Linked DNA regions of Anas platyrhynchos: region 2 is linked to region 1. The links are chromatin contacts, called in public Hi-C maps. All regions are on one chromosome and are shown on one strand. Each heading gives the region's core, a stretch centred on a gene start, on an enhancer-like site or on the middle of the called end of the contact. The rest is flanking DNA. Distances are from core to core; before and after follow the strand shown.

The links. A called contact is a pair of places that touch in the nucleus more often than the background predicts.
Region 2: a Hi-C map of skeletal muscle shows a contact between it and region 1, with 4 times the contacts expected there. The contact joins two enhancer-like sites. A contact is called at or near these places in 2 of 8 Hi-C or Micro-C datasets (liver and skeletal muscle).

What each region holds. Positions count from the first base shown.
Region 1 is chr18:12,111,389-12,117,277 of IASCAAS_PekinDuck_T2T, forward strand. It overlaps GSN (gelsolin), which reads left to right. Exons shown (of 17, transcript XM_027470781.3): 2 at 1,776-1,977; 3 at 2,932-3,086; 4 at 3,633-3,794; 5 at 4,035-4,184; 6 at 4,488-4,577; 7 at 5,478-5,610. The coding sequence starts at 1,785. Among named protein-coding and RNA genes, the nearest start is that of GSN, 15 kb to the left of the region's middle. Within about 2 kb of position 3,758, at least 4 of the 8 cell types and tissues checked have an H3K27ac peak or open chromatin away from gene starts, as enhancers often do.
Region 2 is chr18:12,206,497-12,212,385 of IASCAAS_PekinDuck_T2T, forward strand. All of the region lies in intron 3 of DAB2IP (DAB2 interacting protein), which reads left to right. Among named protein-coding and RNA genes, the nearest start is that of STOM, 70 kb to the left of the region's middle. Within about 2 kb of position 2,910, at least 1 of the 8 cell types and tissues checked has an H3K27ac peak or open chromatin away from gene starts, as enhancers often do.

The sequences.
Region 1 (5,889 bases), core at 2,508-5,007:
CCTTGCCATCTGGCACAGCCTTTCTGTTCCTCTGCGTCTCGTCAACTTTCCATTTATTTGCAGTTTTTTCAGCAGGCAAAATGTTGCCTTTGTTGTTGACATCTCTTAATTTCTTCCCCTCTATTTGGCCTTACGACCAGATATTTGGCTTGTTTGAACATAATTGCACCGTCAGCTGTAATGGATAGCATATTGTCTTGAGTTCTTGCCTGCTGGGATTTAGCATCTGTAAGTGGCTGAAAGAGTCTCTGAGATTTCCAAGAGGACTGTGCACAAACATGTTACGCCCCTGTGGTGCTGGGGGGGTGGGTGTGTTTGTCTGTGATAAAAGATTGGCTCCTGCAGCGTGTCTTCAATTGCGGGAGGAGGAGGAGGGAGCTGGGACTCCCTACAGCTTCTGCAGGGGAAGGGAGAAGCCCATTTGCTGTTAGAAATGGGCAGACAGGACTTCGGTTATGTTTTTCTCACCGTTTTTTGCACAATGGCTCTGAAGCTCAACTGTGTTAGCTCCATGTCTGTTGCAGGGCTTGGATATGTTGTTACAGCAGCTGTTGTGCTTTCAGCTGTGGTAAGTGCCTAACGCCACAATTAAACATTGGAAAACTTTAGGGTTTTGAGTACTTCTGAGAGTCACACTGTTCTCTAACTCTTTCTAAGGAGCTCGTCCAATTTTGTAGTGGGGATTTGGGATAAATTCTCAGGCTGACTGGAATCAGAACATGGATGTTCGCTGTTTTCCATCTCTATCTGATACCTGATTTCAGCTTAGGAATCACTTCAGTAGCTAACATGCTATTTTGCTTTCTAGTTTGTAACATTCTTTATTTCTGCCTTGGAAGCTGACGTATTGTACTCTTGTCCATCAGCTACTGTGAACTGTCTCCTTTATCAAAATACTGGATGCTTCTAATATAACCTTTTTAATTTTTTCTTCCCTGTTACCTGATACCACTTAAAGGCATGCAGTAATATACAGACAAACTTCTTTTACTAGTGCTACAGAAATGTGCTATTTCCTTTTGGTATTACAAAAGTGAATTGTTGTAAAATATAGCTATATGAAAGTGTTCATTGTGTTTTTTAAAATAATGGATTGTGTATTGCTAATAGATTATATTAACATGAAAATACACATCTTAAAGCAGAACTGCAATGTCCGTAGGACAGGATGTTTTGTACAGTATGTGTAATTCCTGAAATGGAACAGTTGCTCAGAAATACTGAAGTAACGTGTCCCACAATTAGAAATGGAGGGTATATAAGAAACTTGTTAATTATCTAACTCTTTGATGATATTCACAACATTTTCCAGCGAGAGCTGGATAAGATTACACAACAATAATACAAGCTGGATAAGATTACACAAGCTGTAAGTAATGATAAATAATTGTGCAAGATGTACAATGTACAGTGATATGTTTATTTCCCGTGGTCTTGGACCTCATGCACCATCTATAGAAGGTAATAGTTAGGAAGGGGACTTGACTTTTGTTTTGTTATAAGTTAGTATAGAAAATATATAAAGTAAAACCAGGAAAAGTAGACAAAAAAAAAAAAAAAAAGTAGAGCTGATTGGAAGTGAAAAGTAACAGTGATCATTTGAGAAAGATTTTATTTATTTGCACAGTTCAGTGCAAGAGGAAAAAAAAAAAAACAAAAAAAAACCTCTCCCCTTGTTGCCTGGAACAATAGTTAAGAGATCAGAAGCAATATAATTTAAACAAGGGCTTCCTTGTACTGTGTGTACTGAATAACATTCTCTGTCCTGCCCCTAGCCTGTCAGCATGGTGGAACACGCTGAGTTTTCCAAGGCTGGGAAGGAGCCTGGCCTTCAGATTTGGAGGATTGAGAAATTTGATTTGGTCCCAGTGCCAAAAAATCTGTATGGAGACTTCTTCACAGGAGATTCCTATCTGGTGCTAAACACCATCAAGCAGCGGAATGGGAACCTCCAGTACGACTTGCACTTCTGGTTAGGTAAGTCTGATGGGAGTGCTCCTGAACTGGGAGCCCAAAGCGAACTCTCTTCCTCACTACTCCAGCATTTTCCAGTGTTAGCCAAGGAAGTAAGGAACACAGAGAATGCAGTTTTGGGTGTACATAGAGCTACTCAACTTAAATATTTGAAATACTTTCTGCAAGAGTGAGTACAGCCATCTCTGTGCCTAGAAATAGAATTGTGTGAGCAAAAGAAGGGCTTTTCTGATCAAGATGACACAAGTCCTAGCTCTCTAGAGCCTCATGTCAGGCCCACAGAGAAGACGATCTCAGATGAAAGAGGCTGCCAAAATCCTTTCTGTTTGGAGGGATAGAAGTCAGCTGTTACCTTCCTCACTCAGTGAGTGTCATTTGTCCCTGTGAAGTTTAGATCTCCTAATTGTCCTTCTGCAGTAAAAGTCACTGACTAACATGGAAAGGCTTCTCCACATCCTGCAAAACCAAGACTCTTTGGCAATATCGTAGTTAAAGCTATGTAGGATACTTGCTTGGGGTTTGTCCTATTTGCCATCTCTCAATAGCTTTTCCATGCTTAAGAGCTCCTGAGAGGCAAACTGCTGGGGAACCGATGCCCTGTTGGTCCCTACAGTCTTCATAATCCATGGCAGTGTCTCCCTGCAGGTTCGTCTGCTCATGATTTAGTCCATAGCAAGCTTCCTTCCAGGACAAGGCAAAATAGCAAAGGGCAAGTGTGTGATGCTTATCAAAGGCGCAGCTGTGAAGCAGTGGGGCTGCAGCAGATATGGTGGTATAAGCCTGACAGAAAAAAATGAGTTTTTTAATGCTCTTTGGGGTTGTTCTTAGAAAAGTTTGGAAATGGCTGTTCTGCAGACCTTCCTGCAAGCTAAGCTTTCCAGGAATCTCCTTTCTCCTCGGTGCTTGTGCAGGCGGATGTGGAGGCTGAAACACTGTTGTTTCCTTTTCATTTCTTAGGAGATGAAAGCTCTCAAGATGAGCGCGGGGCAGCTGCCATCTTCACTGTTCAGATGGATGACTACCTTCAAGGGAAGGCTGTCCAGCATCGTGAAGTGCAAGGCCATGAGTCTGCAACTTTCCTAGGATACTTCAAATCTGGCATCAAGTACAAGGTAGGTTATTACTGGATCTTTATACTGCCAGTCTGAATCAAGTCTGCAAGATATGGCACCCTGCCCACTTCTCAGAAGAATGAGAGCTCCCTCTTTGCCAGTTGCTTAAAAACATTCTCAAACAGATGTTTTCAATGAGTTGGAACTGACAGGGTGGAGAACAGCAGATCCCAGCGGGAGAACTTTGGCTGAATTAATAATGCACAATTTTAGGAATCGGGGTTTTGTTTTTCTTCAAGAAGCAGAGGAAAAAACAGTCCCAAGATGTCTGGAATGAGTTTAAGAAACAGCAATCCTAGTTAATGGGAAACACCTACTCAGTAGACTTAATTTCTCCCCGATTACTTAACAGCTTAACCTTGCCAGTCCCGTTTTCTGTGCTCAGTCCCTCTCCTAACCATACATAATGTTTGGGTAAAGCAGATGAATAGCAGTGGGAGTTGCTCTTCAATGCCTGCTTCTATTCCATTTTACTTCAGTAGTGGAATTCCACGGTAGTAAAGCAACAGCACGAGTATGAATCATTCTTTTTTTATTTTGTCTTAGGCTGGTGGTGTGGCTTCTGGCTTCAGGCACGTGGTTCCCAATGAAGTGACTGTGCAGAGGCTTCTCCAGGTCAAAGGCAGGAGAGCAGTCCGAGCAACAGAGGTCCCTGTGACCTGGGAGAGCTTCAACACAGGCGATTGTTTCATCCTTGACCTTGGCAGTGTAAGTACCATGCAAAAGATAGGTTTATCAGCCTTTCAGGGGCAGAAATCTGATTAGTTCATTTTTTTATTTTATTTATTTCCACAGTGTTTAAGTTATCTGAAGTGTTGAGCATTCTAAAAGATTACATAGCCAGTCTTGTGACATCTTTCAGTCTCAGCTGTACTGCAGTCTCCTTCAGAGAGGGCCATGTTTGGATCCAACAAGTGTTAGCTGCATGATTTTTCTCTTCCCCCCCAGAACATCTACCAGTGGTGTGGCTCCAACAGCAATCGTCAAGAACGGCTGAAGGCCACTGTGCTTGCCAAGGGGATTCGGGACAACGAGCGGAATGGTCGAGCCAAGGTCTTCGTTTCAGATGAAGGATCAGAGCGGGAGGAAATGCTTCAGGTTGGTCACTTCATCCATTTCTTTCTGCTGGAATGGGAAGGGCGGTATGTGGGAGAATGGATGCAATAGGTGGATAGGCTCGGTAGTGTGTGTCTTTCCATATAAAGTGCTAGCAGTATAAACACTCTCAATTCAGTGCAGACTTGGTCCTCTGCATTGCTGGGACATCAGAATATATTTTATTTTTGCTTTTGTTGATCTAGAAGTTTCTTCTACTCGTTGCTCGTGGCTGGAGCATCCGGGGAACACAGATTCTCTTCAGTTGGTTAGTAATGCTTTTTTTTTTTTTAACTTCTCTCTCAGGTCCTGGGACCAAAGCCCACTCTGCCAGTGGGAACTCCTGATGACACCAAAACTGATACAGCTAATAGGAAACTGGCTAAGCTCTACAAGGTAACAAGAAACAGATCCTGACAAATGTGGAGAATGGATTCATCTTTGCACAATTAGATGGAGCTGGAGTAGTGGAGAAAAGCTTATCTGATCTCAGTCAAAGAGCTTTTTATGCACTTTTTAAGTGTATGAACTTTGGTTGCTTGCAGTGCGTCCCCACGTGCTAGTCAGCAGTGGGGATTCAGCTGGGACTTTTCAGGAATTTTTGAGGGAAAGGCAGAGTGTGAAATGAGTGGGTAAAAGAAAGGGAGTCTTCCTTTGTGTTACCAAACATTGTCTTAGGAAGATGACAAGATTGAACTAGAAAGACTGAGCCTGAAAACTGCCTCTATCCGTTTCTACATCCAGTGTGCACACTGGATGAAGCAGTGATTTGGAAGGTAACATTTGCCATCAGCTAATACAGGTGCAGAAGAATATCCAAGACTTTTTGGGAGGAATCTCATCTACAGCAGTCTCTGCTAATGATTTAGTGAATGTCTGCCAAGGTGGTTTGTAATGTAGGTCTTTATTCACTAGTAAGTACAGGATCTCAGACCATTAAACCCACTTGACACGGTTAGCAAGACAGCCCTCTCCAGTTGCTAGGTGCAGATATTTTGCTTTAGAAAAACGTATGGGCTGGTTTTGCACCAAAGATATTTACTATTTTGGATCAATCTTAATTTGGTCCCAGCATTATCTGTGTTGTTAGAAGTACTTGAAAACTTCAGAGTAAGTGTTATGCTTTTGTCGTAGTGTTGCTGTATCAAAGGTATCCTGTTTGAAAAACAGTAGTGCCTGGAGCAGCCAATGCATTCAAATTGATTTCCTTCCACTCCCTGAGTTTTGGATCATTGCCATGACGCTGGAGGAAAAAAAGGAAATGCCTTATCTAATCTCTGTGCTGTGTTATCATAGGTCTCAAATGGGGCTGGGAACATGGCAGTCTCCCTGGTGGCAGATGAGAACCCCTTCTCCCAGGCAGCCCTGAACACAGATGACTGTTTCATTCTGGATCACGGCACAGATGGAAAGATCTTTGTCTGGAAAGGTACCGTAGCGATGCAGGTGAAGCTGGTTATGCATACGTAGGATTTGCATCCCATTACTGATCCCTGTTTCTTTTGAGCTGGGTAGGGGAGTGGACACTTGATGATGGTGGTGCTTTTCAGGGCAAGTTCAGGTAGTGCAAACAATCTCAGAAGAGCACTCTCACCTGAAATGTTGGGTGTTAAGATACAGCATCTTTAGTGTACAGAATTAAACAAAGGGTTTTTGGAACCAGGACGAAAAAAAAAGAAATGTCGTAAGTAGAATGGCAATTGTGTTC
Region 2 (5,889 bases), core at 1,660-4,159, 94 kb after region 1:
GGGCAGGAATTGTTAGCACAGTTTATCTTGCTCGCTGCAAGTCCTCCCTCTGCTGAGACATGTACTCTGGTGCTGCGCTCTCTTTTTTTTTTTTCTCTGTCTTTTTGTTTTCTTCTTGTTGTTTTTCTTTTTAAATGTGTAAAGTGAAGAGTTCCTCTCCCCCCCTCTCCCTTTCCACTCCACAGAACCAACCTCCTGTTAATTACACGCTGGAACTGTTGCTGCTTTGCCAGAGGGGAGAGTGAACCTGTGCCTGCATGTGTGTAGTGTAACATAGCTAGAACGATGTCAATGAACAGCAGGAAAAATTCTGGGAGACCGTCCTACTACTATCGACTGCTCCGGAGGTCACGACTTCAGAGACAGCGGAGCCGATCCCGGAGCCGGAACAGGCCGCTTAGTAGGGGTAAATGCAACACCACTTCTGTTTGCTTGACAGTGCCAGACACGCGTGCTGTTGCTTACAGGTAGCTTCCTCACAGGAGCTCAGAATGACCAGTGCGAATACCTGTGAGTGTGCCTGCTCCCTGGGCAGCTCGTGTTGAGCTTTCCAGAAGGTCGGTGGCTTGTGCAGCGCTGCAGGGGTGTGAGGGGAGGGCGAAGTGTCTGATTTTCAGAGCTTAGCTCTGGGAGTCAGGCTTGGGCGCTGTTCCTTGTGGTGGCTGTAACACCTCGTGTATCTGTAACTAACCCAGGCTTTTCAGTTATCCCTCGTTCTGTTTTTTCAACTCGTCTAATTAAGGTAACTGCTGCTTTTAGCTAACTGGGATGTTTGGAGGCCTAATTGATGATTACAGAGATTTGAAAACCCTTGATTAAGAGATGCTATCAATATGCCAAGATGAATTGCCAGAACTTGTTCTTCATGAGCTGAGTGTCACCAGGGGGTTCAGAATTACAAAGCTGAATACAGTTTAGGGGTACAATTTTAGAAAGAGCCTGAAGACTGGGCTCCCGAGGCACTGTGGAAACCTCTGGGACTTGTATTCCCAAATCACTTTGCGCTTTTAAAAATCCGGCTCTAAAAGGGCCTATTTGTCCTCATCAGCAGGAGTTAGGTCCACAGAGTAATGTCTCTTTAGGGCATACTCACTCATGCAGCCCATTTATTCTACTTGAGGCAGCTACTGACCCAGTTGCATTTTTAAAAATAAGCTATTCTGGCTCTCTCTTCTCGTATGAGATAAATGTTTATTGATGCTTGTGCCTGTCGGTAAAGCAGTCAAAGGAGCGGGTGTCTTGGAGTCATTTCATGTTGAGCTATCTTTGCAGAAAGGAGGGAAGAGGGTTGTGTTTGGCCTCTGCTATGACAATCCAGTCCTATTTATCAGGTTTTGAGCTTAATCAAAGCCATTAATTAAAAATAATTTCTTAGTTTTGGGGGTGAATTAAAATAAAAAACATAGTAAAAAAGCAAAACTGCAACAATTCCTCCTCCATCAGGTGCTTGTACAAATCCAGCCTTGTTCTTGCGTCACTGGAGTTGATTCAGATTTAGCCGGCACTTTGTGAAGGAGGCAATCTGGGAATGCAAGATTGAGCTCAGTGCAGTGTCCTCTTTCTTCCTTCCCTGACATACAGAACTTGTTTCAGGATTTTGAATCATCACTGGGAAAACAATAGGAAGCTAAATCAGTCCCCGAGCTTCATCCTTTCCTTTAAGCAGACAGAGTTGTTCTTTCCATATTTTTTTTTTCTGTTTTGCCTGTCAGAGAGGAGTGTTTGTATATTCACAAGCCTGTAACAGCTCCTTTCCCCCCTTTATTTGTATACTGCTCAAAACCAAAATATTTTACTGTCATTTCAGTGACTGCGACAAACGAAATGTGTTAGTTTCTTTTAGGTAACCCAGTATGAACTTGTCGGCATAATTTGTCATGAGCACAAGGAATATGCAGGCAGATTTGATTGAAATGGAAATGAACCCTAATGTCTGTAAGAAATTGGATTTGAACCAAATGAAATCTTCTTGCTGTTGATCTCTCCCTGAGTATTTTGTGTTTGTCACATGTCTCTAGGATTCCTGCCTGCTAGGAGAATCATTACACTCAGCACTCGTTTAGCTCTTCTCATCTGTAGATCTTCAAGGGATCTGCAAGTCTGGATAAGAATTTTCATTTTCTCTCTGCTTTTGTAAGAGATGCAGGAAGCAGGTGGTGGAGTAACGGTGTCAAGCAGCAAGGTCCTGGGCTGGGTCAGAGTTAGGGCCCGGTGCAGTCTGGAGGCAGCCTGCACAGAGCGAAGCGAGTGCTGGAATGAAGCAAAAGGCAGCACTGCTGGTCCTGGTCCCACTGGAAGGTTTGTGTGCAGGACTGCAGGGGTGCAGGAGCTGTGGAGAGTGCAGGAACCAGAAGGAGGCTGGAGGCTTTTTGGGTTTGATGAAATGTGAATTGCCAAAGCCTGGATGAAGGAAGGAACTGAGGGTCACTTTCTCACGTACTGATCTGTGGCGTCATTTGCTGTTTTGCTCAGATACCCAAGCACCGGATATCCTTGGTGGAAAGTTAGCATAAATCCATGAGCACTGGAGTTATTTAGGGGAATTGGCTATGGGCTGTGTTGCCAGTTGGGTGTTTTCAGGGCATTCCCTTGACGACTTTTGGCTCTCTCCAGTCTCAGGACCCTTTGCCAAGATCTCTGCAGAGCACAGGTGGGCCTGAGGAGCTGGTGGAGCCACGGTACCTGGAGGTCGAGCTTTTCCAAGGTGTGTCACTTCAGCAGATGAGCAGCACAGCAGCTTTCGGGCAGGGGACTTGCTGAGGATCAAGCAGTTGTTACACGTTTACCAGGGAGGAGGAGATCTCTGCTGGCACACAATCCCCTCTCCCCATCTGGAACCATTCAGCGCATTGCATCAGGCCTGGCTGATAAATCCCTGATGCCTGCGCTGCCCCGGAGCACCCATGCGATGCAGGTGCTGCCATCTGCTGCCAGCAGGGCTCCTCGGCCACAAAGCTGCAGCACGCCTCTGCTGTGAGTCAAGGGACAGCTTTCTGCCCACTCAGCTTACATCACTCCGTTTCTCTGAATAGGGGAAAGGATGTGTTTAAAAACAGGTATTTATATCCTGCCACTTCCCACTCCCAGCCCCTGGGGGGGCGGTGCCAGCCCCCTGCCTGCTGCTGTGCCGGGCATCGCCGCAGGGATGCTGCTGGTGTGCAGGAGGGCCTGGAGGAGTGGGCTGGGGCTGCAGCTTGCACAGCTCCTAGGTGGTGGCTCTCGGGGAAATGGGTCTTGCTTCCTGAGCTACAAAGAGAGAACCACTCCCTCAGGAAAGCGCTGCTGAAGTGCATCTCAGATAAGCAAAGCGAACAGAATTTGCATTTTCTGTGCAAATGTCTAAGGAAAGTAGGGGATTGCTTTCTGTTGGGACTCCAGATGGACACAATCTGATGTAGCAGGCGGAAATATCTATAGCACTTTCAGCTGTTCTGAGTGGCAGACGGCTTATTTGATGTTTCATGTGATGTTATCCCCTATTCTTGGAGTTTAGAGTTCTCCACTTAGCCCTGGTGCTTATAACACATTCATCTCGTGCTTTAGGGTGTTTGCCTTCCTGTTCATGGAGAGGTCCAGCCCTAGAATAGTTGAAGAACAGTAAAGCTGATGGGGATGGCAATTCAGACCAGAACAGGAATGCTACCAGGAGACTCGTGATCGTGCCTCCAGCATGCTTAAGTTACTGCTGTTTGATGGTGGATAAACAGGACAGGTTTCACCCTGCTGTTAATCTTTGTTAGAATGATGATAATGTCAGAAATCTCCTGGCTCTGCTTTCCATGGGGATTTGGGAGACACTGCAGGTACATTAGGTAGTTTAAAAAAACCTGCAGAAATCCCCATTTCTTCTGAGGACCATCTGTTCAGCTCAGAGACGTGTGTAAATATATGGAATCATGGCTGTAATTATGATTACTACCAGGTGATCTGTCTAATGCAGGGGAAGGTACTTGGGAAGCAGAGAGAGTAGAAGGAAAATTCTCGATAGAAGCACCACCTGCCTCTGCCTGCGGCATGCTGCCCTATGGATTTCTGCATGGTGTCCCAGCTTCTCCTCAATTATGGACACAGCAAAGGAGCAGGGGCAGTGGCAAGTGTTCTGGAAGTCCAGTTTGCCAACAGAAACTGCTCGCAGGTGCTGCATTCGTGGGCCTGTGTCTGCACCCACATTCACTGCCGGGATTCAGCTGCGTTGTTAGTCATGGAGAACACAGTCTGTGTGCTCTGAGATCCCAGAAAGTACTGTATGAGTATGAGGTTCTGTTTCTGATAATTTACAAGTAAATTGCTTAATTACAGAATCATTTATTGTAAAACTGGAAGCTTTGACATGTTTCGTTTCATGGTAATAACAGTTTTTGTTCCAGCATGCAACAGAATGACATGAGATGCACATACCCAGGCTGCCTTTGTGCCTAACCACATTGAAAATTCATGCATTCTGCTCTCATGTCCTAAATGAAAATGTGTTGTGCAGCATCCTAGCATGTTCTCCAGAAGGAAATGCCATGGAAATAGGGAACTTCTCCGTCTCTTATTTATGTCATTTGTTAGAAGGGATTTTTTGTCCACAGTTAAACATCTCTGCTATGAAACAGCTTTCTGTTGCTGATTTTTCTCAGTGGGACCGAGGCAGGAGGCTGTGTAAATTCTTAGTAAGAAGAATTAGAAATAGCAGTTTGAACCAAATGCAGCTTTGGCTTCAGTTCTTTCTTCTGTAAAACTCTGTAGGCAATCAGTTGTCTTCAAAGCTCCAAGAATTTGGTAACATTCCGAGTTCCTGGTACTTCTGTCTCTGTTCGCTCCTTGGACGCAAATGTCTTGCTCCAAGGTCTGCTCATCACAAGTGCTTTTCAAGGTGTTCCACAAAAAGGATTTTTTAAATAGGTTTTCTTTTTCTTTTCCTTTGATGGCTGCTATGAAGAGAAAACCGACTGATCTTCTGCAAAGGCCGGTATTTTAGTCCACCAAACACCGAGGGCTTGGAGGCTACGGTTAGACTGTTTTTTTCTCAGCATGGGCTATTCAGATACACAGCTCTTAAAAATAGCTGGAATTTAGTCTTTCTCTCTCTGTTTGATTAAATCTAAACATTTTAAGTGATAAATGGGAGATAATCCTGTACCCAGAGTGCCAGTACCTTAGGTTAAGGCACTTCCTTGGGACGAGGGAAGCAGAGACTTGGTTTGTCCCAGCATGTAACTGAATGACATAACAACAAAGGAGGCTTTATTATATTTAAAGCTAACTGAAATTTCATCACTTCTCTCTAATCTTTCCTAGCTAAAAATTTACTTCGCAGCCTGTGAGCACAAAGTGATGCACAGTGTGGAACTTTTCCCTTTCCAACTCTTCAGGACTTTGTCCTGAAGCTCAGAGCAGCACCCTGGCCACTGTTGTTACCAGATGTTGGGGGGCAAAGAGATAATCTATTTAATTTTGATGAGAAATTTTATCCTCACTGAAAATTCTCACTATCCTGTTAAGTAAGACTCAGGGTTTTGTATGTAAATAATTCACATGAAATGTTGAAACAGTACTTTTGCTCTTCTCATGGTCCACAAATAATTTTTCATTGAGTTACACTTAGCTGCATGCCTTTCTACTTGTTGAAAGCGTGTGTTTTCATGACTGTCTTTGGTCTACGCTTACTCTAAATGAAGCTTAGCTTAGATACTACCGACTGTGACAAGAGCTTGGGTATCAGAATACCTGCATCACATCCAAAACTTCTTGGGAGATCAGCATTGGCCAGACCTATCTCAGAAGTGCCCGAATGGACTAATGAATAAGAATACCAAACAGAACACCTCCATAGACTTGCAATGCCCTCTCTTTCTTGCACGCCAAACCAGTATGTGCCTCTGTGCCTTGATCTTTCTTTCCGTG